5 separate regions of the Mus musculus genome follow, and all the other regions are linked to region 4. Evidence: chromatin contacts called from public HiChIP or PLAC-seq and promoter capture Hi-C data. All regions are on one chromosome and are shown on one strand. The core of a region is the stretch at or near the end of the contact, and the rest is flanking DNA. Distances in the headings are between cores, read along the strand shown. Region 1 overlaps Slc25a21 (solute carrier family 25 (mitochondrial oxodicarboxylate carrier), member 21). Region 2 holds the start of Foxa1 (forkhead box A1). Region 3 overlaps Slc25a21 (solute carrier family 25 (mitochondrial oxodicarboxylate carrier), member 21). Region 4 holds the start of Slc25a21 (solute carrier family 25 (mitochondrial oxodicarboxylate carrier), member 21). Region 5 overlaps Slc25a21 (solute carrier family 25 (mitochondrial oxodicarboxylate carrier), member 21).

The links. Promoter capture Hi-C pulls out the DNA fragments that hold promoters and counts their contacts. HiChIP or PLAC-seq counts read pairs in DNA pulled down with a chosen protein or histone mark.
Region 1: a contact with region 4 is called in an H3K4me3 HiChIP or PLAC-seq map of craniofacial prominence, with 5 times the contacts expected there. The contact joins the enhancer-like site here to the promoter of Slc25a21 in region 4. A contact is called at or near these places in 9 of 39 promoter capture datasets (the 3T3-L1 cell line, 3T3-L1-derived adipocytes, cranial neural crest and 5 more), 4 of 484 Hi-C or Micro-C datasets (embryonic stem cells and pre-hematopoietic stem cells) and 5 of 115 datasets of contacts at active chromatin or transcription factors (craniofacial prominence, embryonic basal ganglia, embryonic stem cells and 2 more).
Region 2: a promoter capture Hi-C map of embryonic stem cells shows a contact between it and region 4. The contact joins the promoter of Foxa1 here to the promoter of Slc25a21 in region 4. A contact is called at or near these places in 12 of 39 promoter capture datasets (cranial neural crest, embryonic stem cells, frontonasal cranial neural crest and 6 more), 17 of 484 Hi-C or Micro-C datasets (the G1E-ER4 cell line, LSK cells, cerebral cortex and 6 more), 8 of 115 datasets of contacts at active chromatin or transcription factors (astrocytes, embryonic midbrain, embryonic stem cells and 2 more) and 3 of 9 other capture datasets (embryonic stem cells, liver and pancreatic islet).
Region 3: a contact with region 4 is called in a FOXA1 HiChIP or PLAC-seq map of pancreatic cancer cells. The contact joins the enhancer-like site here to the promoter of Slc25a21 in region 4. A contact is called at or near these places in 3 of 39 promoter capture datasets (liver, maxillary cranial neural crest and stem cell-derived epiblast-like cells), 2 of 484 Hi-C or Micro-C datasets (liver and uterus) and 2 of 115 datasets of contacts at active chromatin or transcription factors (pancreatic cancer cells and stem cell-derived neural progenitor cells).
Region 5: a contact with region 4 is called in an H3K4me3 HiChIP or PLAC-seq map of stem cell-derived neural progenitor cells, with 27 read pairs. The contact joins the enhancer-like site here to the promoter of Slc25a21 in region 4. A contact is called at or near these places in 6 of 39 promoter capture datasets (the 3T3-L1 cell line, embryonic stem cells, frontonasal cranial neural crest and 2 more) and 3 of 115 datasets of contacts at active chromatin or transcription factors (embryonic stem cells, pancreatic cancer cells and stem cell-derived neural progenitor cells).

Annotation. Positions count from the first base shown.
Region 1 is chr12:56,716,069-56,720,740 of GRCm38.p6, reverse strand. Slc25a21 (solute carrier family 25 (mitochondrial oxodicarboxylate carrier), member 21) reads left to right here. Exons shown (of 10, transcript NM_172577.3): 8 at 2,420-2,601; 9 at 3,451-3,503. Among named protein-coding and RNA genes, the nearest start is that of Gm46352, 13 kb to the right of the region's middle. RefSeq lists an enhancer at 984-3,479. Within about 2 kb of position 2,535, at least 13 of the 459 cell types and tissues checked have an H3K27ac peak or open chromatin away from gene starts, as enhancers often do. A contact at or near this core is called in craniofacial prominence and second pharyngeal arch cranial neural crest, where this site is marked.
Region 2 is chr12:57,543,217-57,547,947 of GRCm38.p6, reverse strand. It overlaps Foxa1 (forkhead box A1), which reads left to right and starts at 1,837. Exons shown (of 2, transcript NM_008259.4): 1 at 1,837-2,284; 2 at 4,588-4,731. The coding sequence starts at 2,213. It also overlaps a transcript of Ttc6 not described here.
Region 3 is chr12:56,903,214-56,907,507 of GRCm38.p6, reverse strand. The region is part of intron 2 of Slc25a21 (solute carrier family 25 (mitochondrial oxodicarboxylate carrier), member 21); the gene reads left to right. It overlaps Gm30001 (a long non-coding RNA gene), which reads right to left. Exons shown (of 4, transcript XR_003950118.1): 3 at 98-795. Among named protein-coding and RNA genes, the nearest start is that of Gm30001, 7.6 kb to the right of the region's middle. Within about 2 kb of position 1,622, at least 15 of the 459 cell types and tissues checked have an H3K27ac peak or open chromatin away from gene starts, as enhancers often do. A contact at or near this core is called in pancreatic cancer cells, where this site is marked.
Region 4 is chr12:57,194,424-57,198,845 of GRCm38.p6, reverse strand. Slc25a21 (solute carrier family 25 (mitochondrial oxodicarboxylate carrier), member 21) reads left to right here and starts at 1,374. Exons shown (of 10, transcript NM_172577.3): 1 at 1,374-1,973. The coding sequence starts at 1,907.
Region 5 is chr12:56,828,449-56,833,071 of GRCm38.p6, reverse strand. The region is part of intron 3 of Slc25a21 (solute carrier family 25 (mitochondrial oxodicarboxylate carrier), member 21); the gene reads left to right. Among named protein-coding and RNA genes, the nearest start is that of Gm30001, 67 kb to the left of the region's middle. Within about 2 kb of position 3,366, at least 53 of the 459 cell types and tissues checked have an H3K27ac peak or open chromatin away from gene starts, as enhancers often do. A contact at or near this core is called in pancreatic cancer cells and stem cell-derived neural progenitor cells, where this site is marked.

The DNA of each region.
Region 1 (4,672 bases), core at 1,286-3,785, 480 kb after region 4:
TGCTGGCATGGAGGTCTGCACGGTCTCAGACTCCAACAGTGTCTCATGCACAGAGTGCTTCTCTAGGTGTGGTAGATTAACGTCCAACACCCCCTCCCCTCCCTCTCCCCCAGTCCTCGACAAATAGATCAAGAGATAGGAAGGACTGGATGTTTGATGAGGTCCCCTGACCCTCCCATCCAGCTGTGCATACAGATCACCGTTTCTGCCATCATCCTGAATAGGAAAAAAAAAGGGGGGGGGGGATTTCAACTCGGTCACAGGGACACTAGGAGAGCATTTGTTTATAGGATGTTTTATGTTTAAAGAAAACATGGTTCATGAAGCTGCCAAGACGGCCGGGGTGGGGGGAGCACTTGCCCCTAACCCTGTCTCCCTGAGTTCCTTACCTAGAACCTACAGCAGAAGAACTAACTCCTGAAAACTGTTTTCTGACCCCCGCATACTTGCCATGGCATGAGTGAACACACATGTATAGACAAGCAAATATATAATATTTGTTTAAGAAAGAAAGCATGGTTCACTCTAGCACTCTGCGTTCTGCCAGTCTTACATAGCATTCAGAACACTGGGCATGCACCATCGCTTCTCGGAAAATGATCAAGGGCATGAATGATGTAGCCGTTAAGGACCCCCCACCCCCACCCGGTGCACTGTGCTCTAAGGGGTTTAATGACTCATCCTTGCTCAGACAACTTGAGCAGGTGCTAACTTTGCCCCCTCAGGAGCTCAGGTGCTTCTGTATAGCAATGCAGGGCAGCATCAAGGCATTCTTCTCTCCTTGTAAAAGGCAAAGACTAGGGATGGAGAATTATTTAAACACAGCTCAGCCGTTCGAGGTCCCAGCATTGTTTCTCCTGCAGAAACACCCTGTTGATTTTTAAATCCCTTTAAAACCCCTGGCACCTGTATGGCCCACATCCAAGCAGTATTACCTAATCCCTTGCTCTTGGTTTTTATATTTAACCTCACAGGCACTTCAGTGATTGTGACCCCTGGTTTAGCTGAGAATTTAGGGCCCTACAGAAATATTTCTTCTCCCATGGAAGCTAGAATCATATAGTGCTCAAACCTCGCTATAAGTAAGAACGTCTCCATTCCCATCCCTCTCCCCCGCCATTTTCTTATCCAAGAATGGATATTCACAAACATACGCACTTTACTTCTGCTAGATTAGAAAGAAAAAGAAAAGACGTAAGCGCAGGACCTGTGGCTCCAGGGTGACAATGACTCTGAAATATGGATTACAAGAGTCAGAGGAAGGTGGCATGGGGCGGCTGTCAGGGTCAGCCACTCATAGTATCTGATACAGCGTCCTTTCAGGGCAAAAACTAAGGCTGCAAACATAATGAGAACTTCCCAGCAAATTCATTATAACAAAGAGTAATGCAAGTTCTCTGGCCACAAAAATAGACCCAAGGAAAGTGACTCCCATGTAAGATCTAATTAAATCCTTTGATGTCAGAAAGCAGGGCAAGGAGGATTGGAAAGTCAAGTCCCACCAACTCACATGGAAAAAAAATAGTTTCCTTCTCCTCTTCCTTCTCTTTCTCTTTCTCCTCCTCCTCCTCCTCCTCTTTCTCCTCCTCCTCCTCCTTCCTCTCTCTCTCTCTCTCTCTCTCTCTCTCTCTCTCTCTCTCTCTCTCTCTTCCATTCCTTCCTGACCCCTTTTCTCCTTTTCAATACTTCCATGAAGGAAGAGTAAGATTCAGGAACAATGGGTTGTAAATTCTTGAGCCAATTAGCCCAGTGACTTACTACTGTTTCTAATGCACAGAATGTCACAGGCTGTTTTGCAGCCGCCCCAAGTCGGTTTGTTAATAACAGGAAGCTAGCACTTCTCAGTACAGTGGATCAAGCTACACGTGAAAATAAATGCAAAAAATCTGGAGGGGAATAGCAGCAGACCAGGAGTAGCCTTGATTTAATTTAACATTCGGGGTCCGCACACATGAGCGTTTTAGTAGGCTTCATGGTGGAAGTTGCTGTCATTTGTAAAATATTCTGGCCAATTAGCTAATAGTGTGCTTGGATTTCTCCTGTTTTGATACAGTAATACTAAGTACATTGTGAAGCCCAATTATACAAATCATCCCCATATGCCGTACCAGTCTTTCTTTATGAACTGTGTTTATAAATCCTGTGTGAGGAAATGTGTACTTCAGCAATTTAGACCATGTGTAAAAACATAGCCAATGGGATTGTCAAGAAAACAAGTTCCAGCCTAGGAAATCCTAATGTGCTCGGCTGGAATAACAGGAGGGTGCCGGGCGAGCGATGGGGCGGGAGGGCGATGGGGCTATGGGGCGATGGGGCGGGCGGGCGATGCTCTCTCTGCTCACATACTTCTCACTTTACAGTGTTTAACCAATTTAAGAGCTTCCACTTCCCCTTCTGTTGTTTTATCCTTTTCTTTTAGGATCCAACCTTGGAGTTTTTGAGAAAATTTGGGATTGGTTTTGTCTCAGGGACAATGGGCTCAGTGTTTAACATCCCCTTTGATGTTGCAAAGAGTCGGATCCAAGGGCCCCAGCCAGTTCCTGGAGAGATCAAGTACCGAAGCTGCTTCAAAACAATGGAGATGATCTACCGGGAAGAAGGGTAACAGATCCTTGCTTTAATAAGTATGCAAGGGTCAAGGATTGTTAAACCACTCTCTCACACTTGTCTGTTTTGATGAGAGCCAGTAAGCCTTCAGAGGCTGGCCTTATGTCTAAGGAAGTCTGTGGAACAAATGACAAGCTTTGCAAGGCCACACAATAATGAGACATTGGCAGTGTCCTCCCACCAGCCTGATCGTGCAGAGAGGCACGATTATATAATATGCTGAGTATTTGCCTGAGAATGCTCAAATAAACTCTTTAGCATGTTTAGCATGATGTTATTGTATATGTCCTTTTGGCATGCAGGCAGAATACTTGTCTTCCGACTAAAAATCTAATCAAAGTATTGTCTTAATTATGTCCTCCTAAGAGAATTAAATATGAGCATTCTAAAATCTGGATTCTTAAACTTTTAAGTCTTTGCCCTTTTCTGATCTTTTTTCCTAAGTTTTAGTTTCTGTCTCTTCTCTCCCTCCCTTTTCCACCAATATTCTCCAGTAAACAAGTGATACTTTATTATTTTGATCTAAACTGCATCATATTTCCTAATGTGAAGACTTGGCTTGTGGTCTTTTAAATTCAATTACAAAAGTCATTTTGCCCATATACACAGCTGTCTTGAAAGCAAGAACCATCTCACTGATGAAAGTCAAGTTTCTGATTGGACAAGACCAACACAGCCTGTAATAAAGAGTGATTAACTCTGTCCTTCATTCAATTTGGCACAGCAAATACCGAGCCAGATACTGTTAGGTTGGGGGTGGGGGTCATTTCAAGCGGCTTCTTGGCAAATGGAGAGATACTACCTATTTCCAGAATAAGAAATGCTTTCTCTTTTCTGTTACAGGATTTTAGCCTTATACAAAGGCCTGGTCCCTAAGGTGATGAGACTTGGACCAGGTAACAATGACCTCACTACTTATGTCCTTCCTCCTTTACTGTACTAGTGTCTCTACTGTTCCCTGTGTAGATCTGAAATACCACAGGAGTTTACCATACAGGGAGGGGATGAAACGTTGAGGATATAAAGTCACCTGTTCAAGATACTGCAAGCATCCATCAGAAACACTCCATCTTTGTTCATAAATGCCATCTATGGCTTTGCTGTAAGCCAATGAGAGCTAATGCCAAGCTTAAGTCAATAGGAAAAGGTCCACACATACCGGGGTAAACTCTAAAGTATACACAATAGTTTCTGGCTAAGTGGAGGATTTCACAGAGAAACGAGTTGATAAAACTCTCCCTTGGGCGCCAGCCTCGCTTCTGCCTCCCCTTCATTTCCAACAGATAAAAGGAAGAGAAATTACTTCCCTGAGCATCAACGGGTCCCTGAGCTTCATTCCCAGTCACTTCTGTGGAGTGAAGCTGTTCAAGGCCACTCACTTATCCCAGCCTCCCTCAGTTTGGTAATGGAAAATCCTGGCTTGGGGACCTATCTGAGGACAGGAGACACAGGGAGAAAAAAGAAAGAAAAAAAAAAAAAGCCTGTCACCCTCCACAGGGAAAGGCAGCTGCCTCTATGTAAATAGATAAGAAAATAGCGGCTGGAGACTCAACTGCCTGGGCAAATAGATCTGGATTACAAGCCACCCTATGATTAAGTATGAACATATGTTCTAGACCACACACACGTTTTTTTGTTTTTTTTTTAAAACCAGATCATGTGCCCGTCCGTAGACATCCTGGTAATCTTCTCTGGGACACTCTCTTCTCTCTTTGCCATTCCTCAGTTTTAACACTGATGTACCCCCGGGGCTCACACATAGATGTCTATACTCACATCTAAACCTGGAAAACTAGCCTGTGTTCCCACCGTAGCTAAGGGAGTATAGGAAATGAAGCTGGAGAACAGTTCACACTTTTGTGTATTCAAAAATCACCCCACGCATCTCCATCTATTACCCCAGCCTCTGAGAGCCTTTAAATATGTGAGATCTAAGCCTGCCTCCACTTAATCATCAGCCCACGTGTCAAAGCCAATGCAGGAATAAAGCATCAGGAATACTGTACTTTTCTCTCACCAGACAGTCAAGACTGGATAGTAGGCCTAATGTTAATGAAGAATCACA
Region 2 (4,731 bases), core at 588-3,087, 350 kb before region 4:
GTCTGCTCTGTTGTGTTCCAGGCGGATTTAATTTCACTCTCATTCCTTTGCTTATAATGTGATGTCTACACACACACACACACACACACACACACACACACACACACACACACACACTTTTTGTTCAAAAAGGAATTGTAATCCAATGCTTTTATCTTTTTTTTTATTTCCTTAACTACACATCTTCACCTTCTCTGCTCTCCTACTGATCTAAGAGATTTATTTGGTTCAAGGATTTAACCTGATTCTCTTGCCAGATTTCAGGGAAGAAAGATTTAAAAGAACAAAGCACGGAGTGTGTGTGTGTTGGGGGGGGGGTAATCTATTTGGAAGACAAGTGAAAACACATTCCTTCACATGAGATTAATTACCTTAAAAAAAAAGCTTTGCAAACCAAGAATATTTTAGTCTCTTGGTGACTTTAAAGTTAACTTGATTGTTTCTAATGGAAATCTAGTATACCTACAGACTGGAGCAACACACAGGAAGGGCCGCACAGTCACACTTACTTCGAAATGCACGAGGTAGTATACATTTTCACGAACACTTGCAGTCAATGGGGGGGGGGGTAAGCACCTTCTCCAAACCTATCACACACTCTGTCTAGCCTAATCTCTTTGGTTAGTCTCTTTCCGCTGGATACGAGGGCAAGCCACTAACTATGAAGAACTGGAAGAAAGCGAGAGACTTTGAGTGGGGGAGAATTTTCCCCATCTACCCAGGACCTTTTGAGAGTCTGATAGCCTAGCCCTGCTCTTCCAGCTCAGAGACGACCAGGCACCTCTGTGGGCTGACTCCAGCTTCAGGCTGGCACCTCATTTAGCGTGGCAGATGCGTTCCAGCACCCAGGCCCATACACTCCCAGTTTATGCCGGTGTTTAGGAAGATGTCCCCTCCCCCTGACCTTTCTCTATCAGAAACCAGACGGTCGCCTCTAGCTTGGTCCCAGAGGCTGTAGAAGGGGGGGAGGAGGAGGAGGAGGAGCCCGGCAGAGAGGCAGGCTTGACTAGGATCCGCCTGCCTTATCACACAAACATCTGCGCGCAGTTTCTTCCTCTTTCTGATCGCTGCAGTTGACAAGGGGAGTGGAGTGGACTGAGGCGGAAAAAAAAAGTTATGTCATAAAAATATAAAACGGTGCTGTGACTCACCTGCTCTTAGCCGCAGGTACGAGTTTCGTGGCAGCGCCTCCGTTCTGCTCGCCAGGAGCCCAGGTCGGCCTAACGTCACTTTGCTCGGCTGACTCAGATGACTGGGTTTCTAGTGACGAGGCAAAAGTGGGGCTTTTCCCCTCTCCAAGCCCCGAAGGCCGGGAAGTAGGGGTAGTCTTCCAGGGTTGAACTTTGGGTCAAGAATCAGGATGAGGGGAGCAAAGGAGCCAAGTGGACCAAGAGCGGAGTCGTAGTAAGGTCCAGGGGGTGGTGAGCACCTCTAGGAGGGAACTCGGGGTCATTCAGCGAGCACGATCCTTGCGCTGTAGCTCTGATGCCACCACCCAGGTCCTTCTCCCGCAGCACAGCTCTTTGGGTCCAGAGCCCTGGCCTGTCCTCCAAGGCACCGCCTATTTTTCCTTTTCTTCTTTTTTTTCCTTTTCTTTTCTTTCTCTTTTTTTCCTTTTCCAAAGGGGGTCACACACACACCCGCCCTATTTTCCTCTTTCCCTAGCCGCGAGGCTTAAACCAATTATACTGCTTTGTAAACAAAGTGAGGGCCAGGTTTGGGGGAGGGGATGGCGGGAGGGGCGCGGGGGGCGCGCGGCGCTGGCGCGGCGGGGCGGGAGGCGCGGCGGCTGGACTGGCGGGCGGCCGCCTCACAGGTGCACCTCGGGCTTTGTAGGTGCGAGCGTCTTTGTGCGGCGGACAAATGGGGAGAGGACGAGGAGGTGGGCACTCCGGCGACGTAAGATCCACATCAGCTCAACTGCACTCGCTTCGCACAGGCCGCCCGCTCACTTCCCGCGGAGGCGCTGCCGGGCGCCGCGCTCCGCGGCCGCCTCCTGTCCCCGGCGCTGCCCCCTCCCGCCGCGCCGCGCCGCCGCCGCCGCGCACGCCGCGCCCCGCAGCGCCGGGCTTCCTCCTCGCCCGGGTGGCGCTGGGCCCTCGAGCGCTCCGGTGACCGCAGCGGCTCCGCGCCCCTCCCCCGCCCCGAGCAGCGCACCCGCCCGTCGCTCCGCACAGGGTTGGATGGTTGTGTCGGCCGGGCTGGCTCCAGGATGTTAGGGACTGTGAAGATGGAAGGGCATGAGAGCAACGACTGGAACAGCTACTACGCGGACACGCAGGAGGTGAGAGGCGGGGAGGCGGTGGGGCGTCCCCAGAGTCGGTGTCCGGGGAGACTCAGGCGAGGTGGGCTCCTGCCCGGACTGGGGCGGGCGGGGTGGGGGCGGCTCGCCCGAGGCGCGGCTTCCAGTGTGGCCCCCACCCGACCTCTCGATCAGCCCGCTGCCCGCTGGGTCCTGGCGCTTGCAACCAGCGGAGAGTTTTGGGAAACTCTGGGCTTTGAAAACACGGGCTCCGGAAGGGAAGCACTTGTCTTTGCCCGCTAGAGAGCCGGGGCTGGAGCCCAGCCCCGGGAGCCGCGGGCGGGCAGGCGGGCTCTGGCTTGAGTAAAGAATAACTGAGAGAGTCGGTGCTCGCTTACCGGGAGGCCTCTCGGTCACACCATGTAATTAGCCGACGTCTTTGGATAAAAATGATCTGTTGCAGAAGTTGGAGTTTTTCGTAAAGAATGATTTCTAAATTTTATAAAACTTAATTCTTCAAAAGCCATTTGTAGAAAAGTGTCTATTCGTTCGTCTCTAGGACCGCTGGGTGGCGCTAGTGCGAACAGAATCTTTTTCCAGAACTCGGGGCCAAGAACCTGTTTCTCTTCATTGTCCCCTTGGTGGCATGTTCACTGGGTTTATTTTACATTGTGCACAAAAGCATTGCGAGGAGAATCAGGTACAGGCAGGGCCACTACCTATTGAAAGTATTTTCTAGAAACAGCTGCCGATTACCTTCAAAAGTGTAATTACCGTTATCGAAAGCGCTTACCGAGAAAGCCTCGTGCGATCTTGGAGAGAGGACTAGAAATAAATCCCAAAGTACTTTAAGATCTGTACAGAAAAGTACAGAGTCCGAAAAGACCTTCGCGGCGATTTATTTATTCGTTTCTGTGTTTCTTTGGGAACCATCTCTTTTTTGAGTCTTCTTTTTGAAATCTATTCATCTCTTATAGTTTCACATGGAGTTACATTTGCTGATGAACATAAATTTAAGGACGTCAATATTTTCTGTTAGATTACCAAATAAGCAGTTATACGTCAGGACTCTTGTTTTTTAGCCACCTAGTTATTATCTCGACTGCTACGGATGGAGATTTCGCTTACCGATAACTTTTAGTAGGCGCTCAGACCACTTTCAGGAGTTTAATTTTGATGCAATCACCTCGGCCCACCAGAGAAGACCCCCATAGAAAGAGCTTTCTTACATCTCAAAGCTGAGAATTAGGAAGCAGAATAGCATTAAGAGAAAGCAAGTAGAGTTTCACTTGGGAATTTTAAGTTGGTCCGAACTATAGCTCTAAAGCCTAGGCTTTGGTGTGAGCAGCAGCAACTATCGGTTACAGGGTGTGTGTGTGTGTGTGTGTGTGTGTGTGTGTGTGTGTGTGTGTGTGTGTGTGAATTGTGTTACCAAAGTTTTCAATTGCCAGAGGACTACAAACAGGTAACAGAATTAACGCGAGGTTTTGTATAGCGTGAAGAGCTATACATGCAAAGTCACGCTAAAGTTAATTGTATGCACCGCGTTGTTCTGGTGTGCAGCTTTTTTTTTTTTTTCATTTTATTTTTTTTCCCAGAACTTTATTTAACTGATAAGTTTGCTTCTTTTTTAAAATACTATCATTGTTACAAGTAGGTGGAAAACATTTCTAAATATAATAACAGAAAGTCATCTTTGGCACCAACTCTTAAGACAAAGCCAGTTGCTGGGAGATGAGTAATTGGGACGGAGGGAGGGTCATATTGACAAATAGGCCAATATGGGTGAGAGTTTAACAGCAGCCAGCACGATGCATCCCGATGTGCGATCAGCGGTGCCTGCCAGCCCTCCACAGGGTGGGTGTCTAGCTGGTACCCGGTTGATCACTCAAGCAGGCCTGTGTGGGTGAAGTGAAGAAGCAGGGGCTCCGACATAAATTCTATTTTCGGAATTTCAAAATTGACCGGGCCAAAAGGCAAGTTGTCTAGGCTGGTCTGGGATTGGATCCTTGGATCTAGCCTGCCGTGGATGAAATGAAGGGACCTTAAAAGCCAGCCCCTGATCCAGGCTTGTAAGGCGATTATGCATCTTCCCGGGGACATATTTTCTGTGAGCATTAATCTTTCCTGCTTGCAGCGCTAGGATTCTCCCCCACGCCCCCGCTATGTAAGCCATCTTTGCGTGGTCAGGAAAAGGCGCCTAACAGTTTGCCCTGGCTGGGGAGTTCCGGAGCTTTGCAGAAATGCTGTTAGCTCGCCCCGGGCTCACCCTGGGCCAGCCAAACTCTGGGGCACACTACTAACCCCGCCCTTCGGGGCCTCTTCCCTCGCTGTCTCCGCTCCAGGCCTACTCCTCTGTCCCTGTCAGCAACATGAACTCCGGCCTGGGCTCTATGAACTCCATGAACACCTACATGACCATGAACACCATGACCACGAGCGGCAACATGACCCCGGCTTCCTTCAACATGTCCTACGCCAACACGGGC
Region 3 (4,294 bases), core at 373-2,872, 290 kb after region 4:
TATCCTACAAGAATACTTCCTCAACTATGTCATAGCAACTTATAAGTGGACATCAGCCATTAAAGAACCCGTTCCTTCCACAGTAGTCATAATTTACCAATAATGTCTTGAGTGGGGGTTAGCCTTCCTGAGCCCTTCACCCATCCACATTAGGATTTTGGCTGACTTGATTTTGTGTATTTCCTTCGCACACAGTCACTTCTCCTCTTCATGCATGTATGCATCATTCCCGTCCAGCCAATAGGACATCACTGAGGCATCTCCTACATGGGCCTTACGATATTCTCACATCCTCTTCTATGATGTGGAAAAGCTTTTTCTGAAAAAACAAACAGAATTACTACAGAAGTATCAAGCAGGAAACAGCCCAATCTGAAGCAAGCAATGTATCATATATGGAAGTTATGCTTTCTACTCTTCATATTGAGGCAGAGCGTAACCTGTGCTTTGGAACGGGTAATCTAGGAACATGTTTTGGGATTTTGCTGATATCTGGTCCTAAAATGTTTCTGTTTCCTTAATATATATTGAACACCTAAGTAAATTATTTGACTTTATTTTTAGTACTGAAATAGGGAAACGATTAAGTTAAATAAGAAAAAAAAATGACCCTGAAATTTGTCCTCAGGTTGCAGAATTGGCAAAAAGCTGGTGCTTTCTATTTTGATTTCCCAGTGTATAGGAAAGCTGTCCCGTCCAGATGCTTGCCAAGTTCCGAGAGAGCACACTGGGGTGTTTGCTGTGCAGCACAGGAAGATAGCCTGGGTCTTGTGTGCGGGTGTTCCAGGTTTCAAGCTGTAGCAGGGGAATGGGAGAAGAGAAGGAAACATTCCCAAATTAAACATTACTCGCAGGAAATGAGCCAGAACACCTGTGAGAGGTCAGGGTTCAGAAAATACCAAACTCAGAGTTCAATATTTTGATCTCACAGCACAAAAGAAAATGGTTAGAGCGAGCAAAGGGAATCTGGAGTCTAACCAGGGGGACCTGAGAATGAAGGCTCTGTCATTCTGAAGGCCTTTTCTCCCAGGACTCTATGAGGCTTCAAAATGTATTTTCAGGACTGACATGGAAAATTTCGGTGGTCCCTTTGCTTAAATATCAAGTTGAGAAGTTATTTATCTCTTTCCTTCAACTCCCAGAAGATCACTTGTGCATTCTTTGCCAGGTTCTTACAAGGCTCTTAGGCTGGGAAGGCAGCTGTCCAGCAGTTTGTCCAGCCGTTAGTGACGAGGAGACAGTGCAGCCCTGAAACACTAGGAATTGACTTCTAGGGAGAGAAGAGATTTTGCTAAATGCTTTTTCATGGGACCTCCTAGGGAAATGGAGGGTGTTTTTCCATCTCATTTCCCAGCTCCTAACTTCTCTGAAATGGGCTTGATTTTTTGCCAGGTGTCAAATTATAACCTCCCTTGTCAACCACAAATGACTAACGATTAACCTATGACTACAGCAAAGTTTGAAACTCACATTTACATTGTAACTTTCTGGCTACATTGTGTTTTCATAAATTGTGAAAAAAATTCTCTCTCAAGCCAATACAAACAAAGACTTAGAGTCTTAGTTGCAATGCTCCCTCACAGTTTCTGACCCTGTAGGTCTCCAGGAGAAACAAGACTGAGCTGCTGCGGACCCACCTTCAGGCCTGCTGCTGGCCAGCCCAGAGAATGACGCTAGTGCCCCTCTCCCGGGGAGAGTTAAGTGATGTCAGAGGCACCGGGCAGAGCAGCATTTGACCCTTAAACTGCTATACAAGCAGCTGTTTTCCTCCTTCCACCATTCCCTGGGAATCCCAACAGTTGAAAGAAATCTCTGGTATTCTGCGCCTTTTCCCCCCTCAGATAAAGTCAACGGAAAACATTAATTGAACGATGCTCACTGGTCATTTGCTGAGAGGGTGATAATTCTCACAAAGCCTCTTCATTGTTTTCTTTTCTATCCATTTTATGGAAAAGGAGCAGGGTCTCGGCAAGTTCCCTCCATATTTACGCCTGGCCCCGCTGTGTGCGCGTTGAGAGCTCATAAAAACAAGCCTGCCTGCCAACCAGCAGTTGGTAATGGGAGCCGGAGCCTCTCTCTGCAAGGTCACCTGTTTAAATAGACTCCCATGGTGCTGCCTAAAAGGCCTTTCCATCCCAGAGCTACTGGCTTGCTCCCTGCCTGTGCTTTAGGAAGCAGCTCCAGCATGGTCCTGTCCCCACTTAGCAGCTTGTCCTGCTGTTCAGCTCCCTCACATTTGATGAAAAGCGCTGGAGACCAAAACCAAGCAGTCCCAGACCCCAGGCCTAAGTTGGAGCTTATAGACGACATTATGAAGAATTTCCTCATAAATAAAAGCAAGCGTTTACATTCAATTAGGCTCTGGGTTATATTCTGCAGTCATCACACAGTGACAAATATGCAAAGATTCCCAAGGAAATGGAATGGCTATAAAAAGGCATCCTGTAAAAAGATGCCAAGCATCCACTTGGCTAGACAGCTTTTGAATCCTAGAAAGTAGGAATTAGAGGCCTTCATGCCCTTCAGGTTCCATATCTCCACTGTTGGGCATTTCAGCTAAGGTCACTCGCACTGACCCCTGGGAGCCTCCCCTATCCCAGGTCTCTAGGACTTCCTAGAGATTCCCCCTACCCCTCATCCCTGACCCTTGGTAGCTACAGATTCATGATATTCTTGTTTTTAAGAGCTGAATAGTATTCCATTGTCTAAGTGAACCACATGCTCTGTTTCTATTCTTTAGCTCAGGGACATCTGGGTTGCTTCCAGTTTCTGGTTATTAAGAATAAAACTGCTATGAACATAGTGGAGCATATGTAGTAGCCAGATAGGACCCCTCAGTGGAGGGATAGGGACACCAACCCACCTACAAAACTGTTCACTCAAAATTTGTCCTGTCTAAAATAAATTCAGGGACAAAGATGGAGCAGAGACTGAAGGAATGGCCAACCAGTGACTGGCCCAACTTGAGACACATCCCATGAGCAAGCACTAATCCCTGACACTATTAGTGATGTTATGCTGTCCTCTGACAGACTCTACCAGCAGCTGGCTGAGACAGATGCAGATACCCAAAGCCAAATATTGGCTGAAGGTCAGAGACCCCTATGGGAGAGTTAGGGCAAGGATCGAAGGCCCTGAAGGAGATAGCAGCCTCCCAGGAAGGCTAACAGTGTTAACTAATCTGGACCACTGGGAGCTCCCGGAGACTAAGCTACCAACCAAAGAGCATACATGGGCTGATCAGAGGCCCCTGGCACATATATAACAGACAACTGCCTTGTCTGGGCTCAGTAGGAGAGGATGTGCCTAATCCTGCAGAAACTTGATGCACCATAGTGGAGGGATACCCACCGGGGGTGGGGGGAAGGACACCCTCTCAGAGACAAAGGAGAGGGGAAGAGGAAGGAGGAATTCTCTGAGGGGGCATTGAGAAGGAGGAGGGACAGCATTTGGGATATAAATTAATTATTATAATAATAGAAAGAAGAAGACAGTGTACTGCTAGTGAGCTTCCTTGGCAGACATGGTAGTCAAGCTGCCCCAGACTACATGAAGAGACAGCAAGACAAACTCCTGCAGTAGTTGTGACACTGCTTGGTCCTTTCCATCTCTTTCCACATCTTCTGCATGGGGTAAGCGTTTAGTTCTATATCTTCCATGTCCCTCTATCCCATAAGCAAACCTTGTTATTTCTAGAAAAATCCTCTTGTTCAATAGAAGTGTCTTGTTACCGCCACCAGAACAGCTATGTCCCAGAGTATGGGCTACAGAGACTTCCACACATCACTCACCCATGTGCCTGGCTCACTGCCCTACTAAGCTCCAAGCTCCTCTCCAGGGTGGCTCTCAGTCAGTGATGCAATAACGGATGGGATATACATCCAGCACTCCTGGGTACTTCGACTTTAGCACTGCAGAAAGATTGTCACCCCAGCTAACAAAACCAGCAATACAGGCACACACCCATGCACAGAGGCATGTATGCGAACGAGTGTGCGCATGCGCACACATACATATACCCATAACTACCTCTTGCAAACCATGTCTGAGAAGGTAGGACTGACTAAAAGCTAAGATCCAGATCAGGACTGGCCAGACAGCTTCAAAATCAAAGACTGAAGTGAGGCTAGAAACAACATACAGAAAGACAAGCTGAAGAGGGAGAGCAAACAATGCCAGCAGTTCCTGGGTAGGGTCATAAAGCTCTTACTTCCTTTTCGGACCAACAGCAAACAGAGGGAGTCACCAATCAGTAAACATTCCTTACCACAGTAGTGTGGATTTGTGTTCAAAG
Region 4 (4,422 bases), core at 125-2,624:
TCAGAAATCCGCCTGCCTCTGCTTCCCAAGTGCTGGGATTAAAGGCGTGTGTCACCATGCCCAGTGGAAAATTTAAAAAAACAAACCATTTTTGTGTATCTGATCACATAAGCAACACATTTACCCAATTCCTCATGGTATGTAACTTTCCTAGTCAGGTGGTACAGGCACATAACTGTGTGTACATGTGGTGTGTGTGTCTGTACATATGGTATGTGTGTGTGTGTCTACATGTGGAGTGTGTATCCATGTGGTATATGCATACATGTGGTGTGTGTATGTGTGTGTCTATGTGGGGTGTGTGTGTCCATGTGGGAGATGTGTGTGTGTTCATGTGTGTGTCCATGTGGGGTGTGTGTCTGTACATGTGGTATGTATGCATGTGTATATGTGGTGTGTGTGTGTGCATGTGTGTATACATGTGGTGGTATGTGTGTGTGTGTGTGTATGTATGTCAGCAGATACATGCAACAGGAGTGTTTGGTAGCTAGAGGTTACTGTTGGGGATCTTCAGTTGTTCTCCATTTTACCTTTGGAGACAAGACCTATAACTGAACTGAACTGTTTGGCTAGACCTCACCAACCAGACAGCTCCAGGGATGTGCCTATCTTTGCATTCTCAGCGCTAGGATTACAGACCCAGACTAATACTGTCTTACATGTGCAGGGAAACTGGATTTTGGTCCTTAGGCTTGCATGGCAAGCACTTTACTGACTGAGCCATCTCCCCAGCTCACTACCACCGACATTTAATAGCTCAAAGAATGAAAATAAGATATAAGTATTCATTTCGTATATTTGATTTGACATTGTATTATTTTAAATTGCACATACCCATGTTTTTGACAGAGAACAACGGCAGTTTATATGGCCCAGAATATATGCATTAAACACTACGTTTTAGAAATAACAGCAGCGGGGTTTCCACAGTACTTTCTCTTATCATCTCCGGCCTGTCAGGGGTGTGGTGAGCGTTCTAAATATCTGACTCCTGTGTTTCTCTTATACTGCAGTTTGCACCTTGTGGTTCACTAACAGGCACTAACTGGTACTTTTGTTTTGTCAGTGATTCTAAAGAGCTAGTGTGAGTTAATTCCACATTTTGTAGAAAGAAATAAGCAGGTTATTGGTGCTCCTCTTTCATGTCTACCTACTGTTCCTAACAGAGAACTGCTTAAAACAGGTTTCTAGGCCCTAAGCCCAAAGAACTCGGCTTTCTGACAAGTCTGTCATATTGTGCGCAGCGTGGTGACCCTGTGAACTGGGCACAGGACACTTGAATAACAAGTCCTTTATGGTTTTCAGTAAGTAAAACTCAGTTTATTATGCATGAAATAAAAGTCCAAAACCACTTCCCCCGCACAGTTACTGCACTTTGTAAGTCAGATCTGCTCTGATCTAGTTGCTGTGGCCTTCAATTTCTGGTTGACTAACTTGGAGGAATTTCCTCACTATCCCTTCTTTTGAATAGTACCGTATTTTAGCCTGCCTGGAGGGCAAGGGTCACCCGCGGCTACATCACAGTCGCAGCTAGCTAAGGCAGCCCTTAGATAAGCAGCCAGCTAAACAAACTCCGCAGTAGGTCTCGATAGGCAAATTCATAAGCCCCTATCTTGAAGCTCGAGCCTGACCCACCGAGCTAGGTCAAGTCTACCCAGCCCCCAGTTGTCAGTGTTCCCCCTCCGGTGCCCCGGTGGAAAGGGCAGCCTTAGGCAGCGCTGGGCAAGTTCGGACCCCCTCCGCCAACCTCGCGGCGACTCGGTGCCCGAACCGCCGCCTTTAGCTGGATCGCAGCCACACCGGGAAGAGTTCAGCCCCAGGACCGACGGGGCCCGGTCTCCATCGGCGGCGGCCTTCAGAGGAGCTCGCTCGGGCAACTTGGTCACCCGGTCCCCTGGTCGCGAAGATGTCGGCCTCCAACGTCAGCTTACTGCACGAGACCTCCAGGCAGGTCGCGGCCGGAGGGTCTGCAGGTAAGGCTGTCCGCTCGCTCCCCGCGCGCCCGCCGCTCCTCCGCCGCACCACCCGACAACTGTCCCCCAGGCTCGCCTTCCAACCGAAGTTTTGTGTGCGAGTGCGTCCTCCTAAATCTTCTACTCTGACTCCTCTGCGAAGAGCCGAGCAGCCGGCGGCGGCTCTTTTGGGTGCAGTCCCCACTAGCTGCTCTGCTCTAGGGTCCCCGGGGGTTCTCTGTTCCTAGAATGGAGCATGAAAGGATTCGCCAGTCCCTGAAACTTACTGTGACTTTGAGAAAGCTTCCCCCTCCCGTCCTTTTCTTCGCTTTGACAGCTATTTTACACAAAAAAGGATTCAGTTCCAGTTCGGTCTTACTTAAGTTTCTTAGCAAGTTTCTTCCAAGGCCCAAGCTAAAGAGGATCTTAGCATAGCTCTCTTCGCAGGGATTCTTTTTACTGCGCTTCTTGGGGATCTATGCACGCCATAAATATATTAAAATTAAACGCTCGTGCTAACAAATGTAAACACCTTTGATGTAATGGACTCACATTAATCTGTGGAGAGCTATGATGTGGGAGAGACTTTACAAAAAGATCTGTTAAAGCCAGCTTGGTAATAATTACTGTGCAACTTGGAAGAAGTTGCTCGCCATTAAATTATGCGTATGCCTAATTTTTAATATTTTTAATATTAGGCTGTAACAGTTCATAAGTTTTGTTATTTTAATAAATTATTATAACAATGAAATAGTATTAAAGTTGACTAAAAGATACTCAATATATACTTAGTAACATTTACTTTCAAGAAAATATGAACTTTTAAATAATGGAGTGCTTCAAACTCTGAGTAGTTTTATGTCATGAACTAGCTGCATCTCTGGGGTATCAAAAGCATCCAGATATGTCACATAATTTGCGTACTTTAACAAGATACAGTTATGAAAATGAAATATATATATATATATATATATATATATATATATATATATATATATATGCTTGACCATAGGGAAAGCAAAGTTGCTTAACATCCCAGGCTGTGCCCAGTGACTTACAGGTATCTCTGTTGGTTTGTATAATCACAACATGTATAGTCACAGTTATACTCAAAGACTGTTAAAAAATAAATCAGACTCTAATCCTGTTTATGCTGCATATTTCTGGATAAATATTTGGCACAGATGCATTTATGCCATCATGTATCATCATCATCATCATCATCATCATCATCATTATTATTATTATTTATTTATTTATTTATTTATTTATTTATTTTGGTTTTTCGAGACAGGGTTTCTCTGTATTGCCCTGGCTGTCCCGGAACTCACTTTGTAGACCAGGCTGGCCTCGAAATCAGAAATCTACCTGCCTCTGCCTCCCGAGTGCTGGGATTAAAGGCGTGTGCCACCATGCCGGGCTCGTGTATCATTATTAATGTAAATGGAATTAATCAGTTAGCATAGCTAAATGTTAAGCCATTTATAAGATAAATTTAAAATTGGCTGGTCGATTCATATAGTTTACATTGTGGCACTGTTGATAGGTAAGAAGGATAATAAATACTTTCATCACCTTGCGGTCATATTTTCTTCTACTTGGCCTTTAAAAGCATATTAATAAAAATTAAATTTATTGAAACTGTAGTAATGTAGGCTGAACCTATTAGACTTACTAGAGCAAGGGCCAGAAAGAAAAAGTAGAGTTTTTTTAAAACTCGGGTGTATTTGGATCTCTAATACTAGACTTCTGATTACTGGTGCTAACATGTCTCTTTCTGTGAATTATAATGGTCTTCAGGTTGCAAAGGCCTCTAAAAGAAAGTTCTCTTAAGGAAAAAAAGTAAAGAAATGGGAGTGGTTTGTCGGAAAGATAAAAGTGTCTCATGGTATTCGGGGTCTAGTGTCATTCATTCCATTGAGCAATTAGAACACTCAACTAGAAAGCAGGATGCAACGTCTCTTCATCCTGTCTATGTCAGTGTCCCTCAAGGCAGGACTGTGTGTGTCTAGTCCCCAGGGAGGCCACAAGAGGGTGATAGAACCTCTGGAACTAGAGTTACAGACAGCTGTGAGACACCAAGTAGGAATGGAAGTTTGGTTCTCCGAAAGATCTGAACCACTGAATTATTTCTCTAGCCCTTATCTTCCTTTGACAAAGAGAAATCTCTTTGGCATTCTGCCAAGCAGCCTGGTGTGCCATGCCAACTGCCTTCTGTGGAGATGTACAAGGGGGTAAGGGTGCCAATTTGACAGAGATATTTCACTATGTGCTCTTAGGGACTGGAGAAGGTTTTTGTTTTTTGTTTTCTCTCTCACAATTAACTGTTGCTTTGTGGTTTTCCTTCCATGTATTAGAATTTGGTTTCCAACAGCTTCCAAGTATTCATGCTCTTGAATGATCTTCCTGGGGACAGGGGTGGGGGAACTTACATTTTTATTTTTAGTTCAAAATCCTAGTAATAGACTCA
Region 5 (4,623 bases), core at 2,117-4,616, 370 kb after region 4:
AATTACGGCAAGAGAGAGAGAGAGAGAGAGAGAGAGAGAGAGAGAGAGAGAGAGAGAGAGAATAAGGGTCACAAGGAGTGGCTGCAGAGCTAGAAACGGAGAGCAGGTTTCCCAGCAGAGCCGACACCGTGTGGCTGCTCTACCCACTAGCAAAGCTTACACATGAGTGTTCAGGATTCAGGTACTTCGGTTTTCCACTGCATCACAGTAATTAAACATCCCCATGGCTGTTTGTAGGTTGCTGCATGTCTACTTATGAACAAGCTGAGGAGAATCTAAACATGTTAGGGTCTTGTAACAGCTGTATTGTGCCTTTCCAAGATGTTTTGTACCAGGTGGGTACCTAAAACAAAGGAACGCTTCACAGCAAGGGAATAGCGAGCTACCCAAGGGTCAGGACTCCATGTCCCACTGCTGTTGTCCTTGGAACCTGACAGAAGTTCTGGATTGCACATGGATTTCAATAGCTATTTGTTAAATTAAACTGTATTACAATGATGATGCTGTTTAACACTAGATTTGGTCCTGGAAAAAAAAGAAAGAAAATGACATATTATCTTTTTATTTACAAAGTAGAACATGTAATACATTCTTTAGTAGATGAAACTTATTCTTGAATCTTTTCTGCATCGTGCCATGATAGTGATAACTGCTACATTTTAATTGCCTTAACATGAAGGAATTACTAATTAGCTGGCAATTAAGGAGTACATGGAATTTCCTTTTGTTCCTATGAAGTCGATCTGTTGATTCTTTCTTTTTAAGGTTTTGGTCTCATTTACTTTTTTTTTTTAGGTATTTTCTTCATTTATATTTCCAGTACTATCCCAAAAGTCCCCCATACCCTCCCCTACCCACCCTCTCCCACTTTTTGGCCCTGGCATTCCCCTGTACTGAGGCATATAAAGTTTGCCAGACCAATGGGCCTCTCTTTCCAGTGATGGCTGACTAGGCCATCTTCTGATACATATGCAGCTAGAGACACGAGCTCTGGGGGTACTGGTTAGTTCACATTGTTGTTCCACCTATAGGGTTGCAGTTCCCTTTACCTCCTTGGTTACTTTCTCTAGCTCCTCCATTGGTGGCCCTGTGATCCATCCAATAGCTGACTGTGAGCATCCACTTCTGTGTTTGCCAGGCCCGGGCATAGCCTCACAAGAGAGAGCTATATCTGGGTCCTTTCAGTAAAATGTTGCTAGTGTATGTGCAATGGTGTCATCATTTGGAGGCTGATTTTGGGATGGATCCCCAGATTAAAGACCAAAGTGTGGACACTTTGCCCCTTCTTAGAATTGGGAACAAAACACCCATGGAAGGAGTTACAGAGACAAAGTTTGGAGCTGAGACGAAAGGATGGACCATCTGTTGATTCTTGGGAGCCAGCTGACTCAGGAGCCTATGGACCCAGTGATCTCTCTTGTGCTAAGGTCTGCACCTTATCTCTCATGCAGATGTCATGTCTATTACACTTCCTGTGACTACCACAGTGTGAGCATTTTGAGTACAGGTGTATAGCTTCAGAAGAATTCTAAACCGCCCCTGTCCCCAGCTCATCTTTGTGAAGTGTCTGTTGCTTTCAGACACAGCTCAAGGCACTGATATGTCAGTTCCCCTCTGAGGATTTGACCCCCAGTTCTTTCTTTAGGTTGCTGACAGTCATCTGGACAAACTGACACCTCCTGCCAGTCATCCTGGCAACAAGAACTGATAATCCCCAGTAGGGGTGTGAAAGGCACAAGTGTTTGATACATAGCTCCACAGTCCATCTCAGATCCATACCGGTCCCAGTTTTAGCAATAAATTTCCTCAGCTTCGAGCTTCTGTGATCAGAAATCTTGGAGGTTTTACAAAACTTGTTACAAATCTATCCTTTCTTTAAGGCCAAACAAAAATATCCAAGTACAAGGGACTGGCATTTTATTTTTCACTTTCTATAGGATGTATGTAGGGCTTTGCTGGAATCTGTTAAGCTCTCAGAGTTGTCACACACAGGCATACAGCACTCTCACCTCAGGATGCTGGGTTTTGAAGTTGACTCAGGTAGTATAAGAAGACCATGCCCTGGGCAACACTCTACTCTTAGGTTGGTGTACTTACTGTTTAAACCTGACTCTATGGATCAGGGCATTTAGGGTCCTTATGATCTCAGGACAAGGTCACAAGTATGCTAAAGACGTGTACTACTCGGCAGCACTTCAAACTAGACAGTGATTTCTAATCCCTGTGGCAGAAAGAGCAATTTAAAATTATTAAAAAAAAACTCCATCTCTAAGATTATCATAATAGCTATAGTCTTGTTAGGGTGACCTAAAACATTTCTCATTTCCCTATCATTGACAGAGTCACACTAAATGAGATTTTTTCACTAGGATTCCCAAGTGGCACCAGATAAGAAACAAAGAGCGTATGATAAGAACAAATGAAGTGCATTCAGAAAAACACACCAAAGTAAACTTCGAAATGGCTAATTTTATATTGTTGATTTTGAGTCAGTTTCACATATGTACTGAGTGACTAACAGAGCAAACTTTTAATTTTTATTCCTTAGACATGACTCTCATTTTCCTAGAGTCTTTATAACCCTGTCAGTAAACAGCTCTGCAGCTACATTTTTGATTCATTGCATAATTATATTTTCTAATCTTGTTTTAATCTGGGGAAAGCATATGACATAATAGGGTTGAAATCTAATTAAAAGACTCATGGCAATTCACTTATTAAATGTTATTATAAAATGAGGACTAACTTTTCTCTTTTATTGTTTTAAGGAAATAAAAGTACCTTTGCAGAGAAATGAAAAAGTGCACTTGCTAACGAGGAAATGCTTTAATACTTATTTCTACTCCTCTGTTAATGTTCCAAGCACATGTCCTTGACTGTATGTGGTCACTGTCTACATTGTATCTTATAGACTTCACACACACACACACACACACACACACACACACACACACACCCCTTATTGTGTACTAACTGAGAACTTTATCCCTATTAACCACTTCCTTTCTGTGGTGCTTTTAAATTTGTATCATATTCTATTTTCAAGTCTGCATCCTTTTCACAGCTCAGTAGGTTAAATGTGTCTCACAAACTTCTTTCCTTTGCTGCTTTTCCTTTGCTTTGCTTTCTTTCCTTTGCCAAAAAAAAAAAAAAAAAAAAAAATTGTTTTCTACATCTTTACTGATCTTCACAATGAACATTTTAACTCCGGGTCTCTTAAAGGCATGTGTGAGTGGATGAAACTCTACTGTATACATAGAGCCAAGCCAAAACTTGCCATTTGAAAGATAAAGCCAGAAGAGAATAAAGGCCATGTGTCAATACAGAGGACAAGACTGACTGCAGCTATTCTCCCCTTGCTCGGTGTTTATACTTGTTTCCATGGAAACTGCACGTGGATTCCTGAGGATTGAATTTGACCCTGGGGATGTACACAAGGAACTTTAGAACATTTGCTCCATTAGCGTGGGGCTCATCATCCACTTAGGCTTGTCTTTCTGGACTCCTGACTGCAAATAGCACACAGTGTATGAGACTACCATGCTGTTCATGTTGGGGAGGAGGGGACGTTTGGGGGAGGGGTGTGTGAGTGAAGGATTATGGGAAGCTTCCATTCCTCATTGAGGCTGTAGCCTGTTTGGCTTCCTAATCCGTACTTCCTTGCTTTGCAGACATAAGAACCCTCTGCTTATTCTGTTCATATTTTCTGCTTAAGAGACATTGCCAAAAACAAAAACAGCTTGCCCATCGGTGTCTTCTTTTCCCTCCTATGTGCATCCTACCTTTCTTTTCTTTCAGCGAGTAGCTGACTTAGAGATTTCTGGTTGCGTGGGAATCTGTTGCAAGCACCTTTCCATACTGAGCCATCTCACCACACCGAAGTTGATAGTTTTGTTTTACTTGGCTCAGACGGAGAGAAGTAATGGCAATTATAAGTCGTCATTTTAGAATGTGAGAGGCCTAGAGGAAGGCAAGTCTCGTGGGGGAGTGGGGAGCAGAAAGAAGCATTTTAGTAAGGGAGAAAGTACGCAGAAAAGCAGCAGTGAGCGCTTTGAACTGATGAGTTTTAAAGACCAAAAATTCATGGAAGAAGTGTGGGAATGAAGTTTTAAGTGTGTGTAGGTTGCCACTTCATGCTACCAACTTCAGAGTTTCCAGGGAGCTGCTGGTAGAATGGCGTTCCATGCGCCCATCATTTCAGGCAGTTCAGACATTTCATGGTTTATTAGCAAATTGACTGGTTACAAACCGGTTTTTCTAATTATTTAATACTTGGCCAACAGTTAGATGGGGTAGAGGTGTGCTGCGGCTCTTCATAGTGGGCTTCAATGTGGTCTGCCCCCCTTAACAGGAAACAGTGGGAGCTGGGTGTGTAGAACGTAGGCTCTCAGCCATCAGAAAAATACTGCTAGAAGCATGGATTTTACAGGATTCTTAAAACCTCTTCAACAGGATCATGTTTGGGTGGAGATTTCATACATGTGACTTCCCTTGCTTAAAGGTCTCTCTCCTAGAGTGTAGGATATTACCCTACTCAATCCTTGTCAGGACCAGAATGCTACTGGCAAAACTGTAAGTACTTTAGCCATATGCTTTTCAGAGGGTAGTTGCTGACCAAAATAT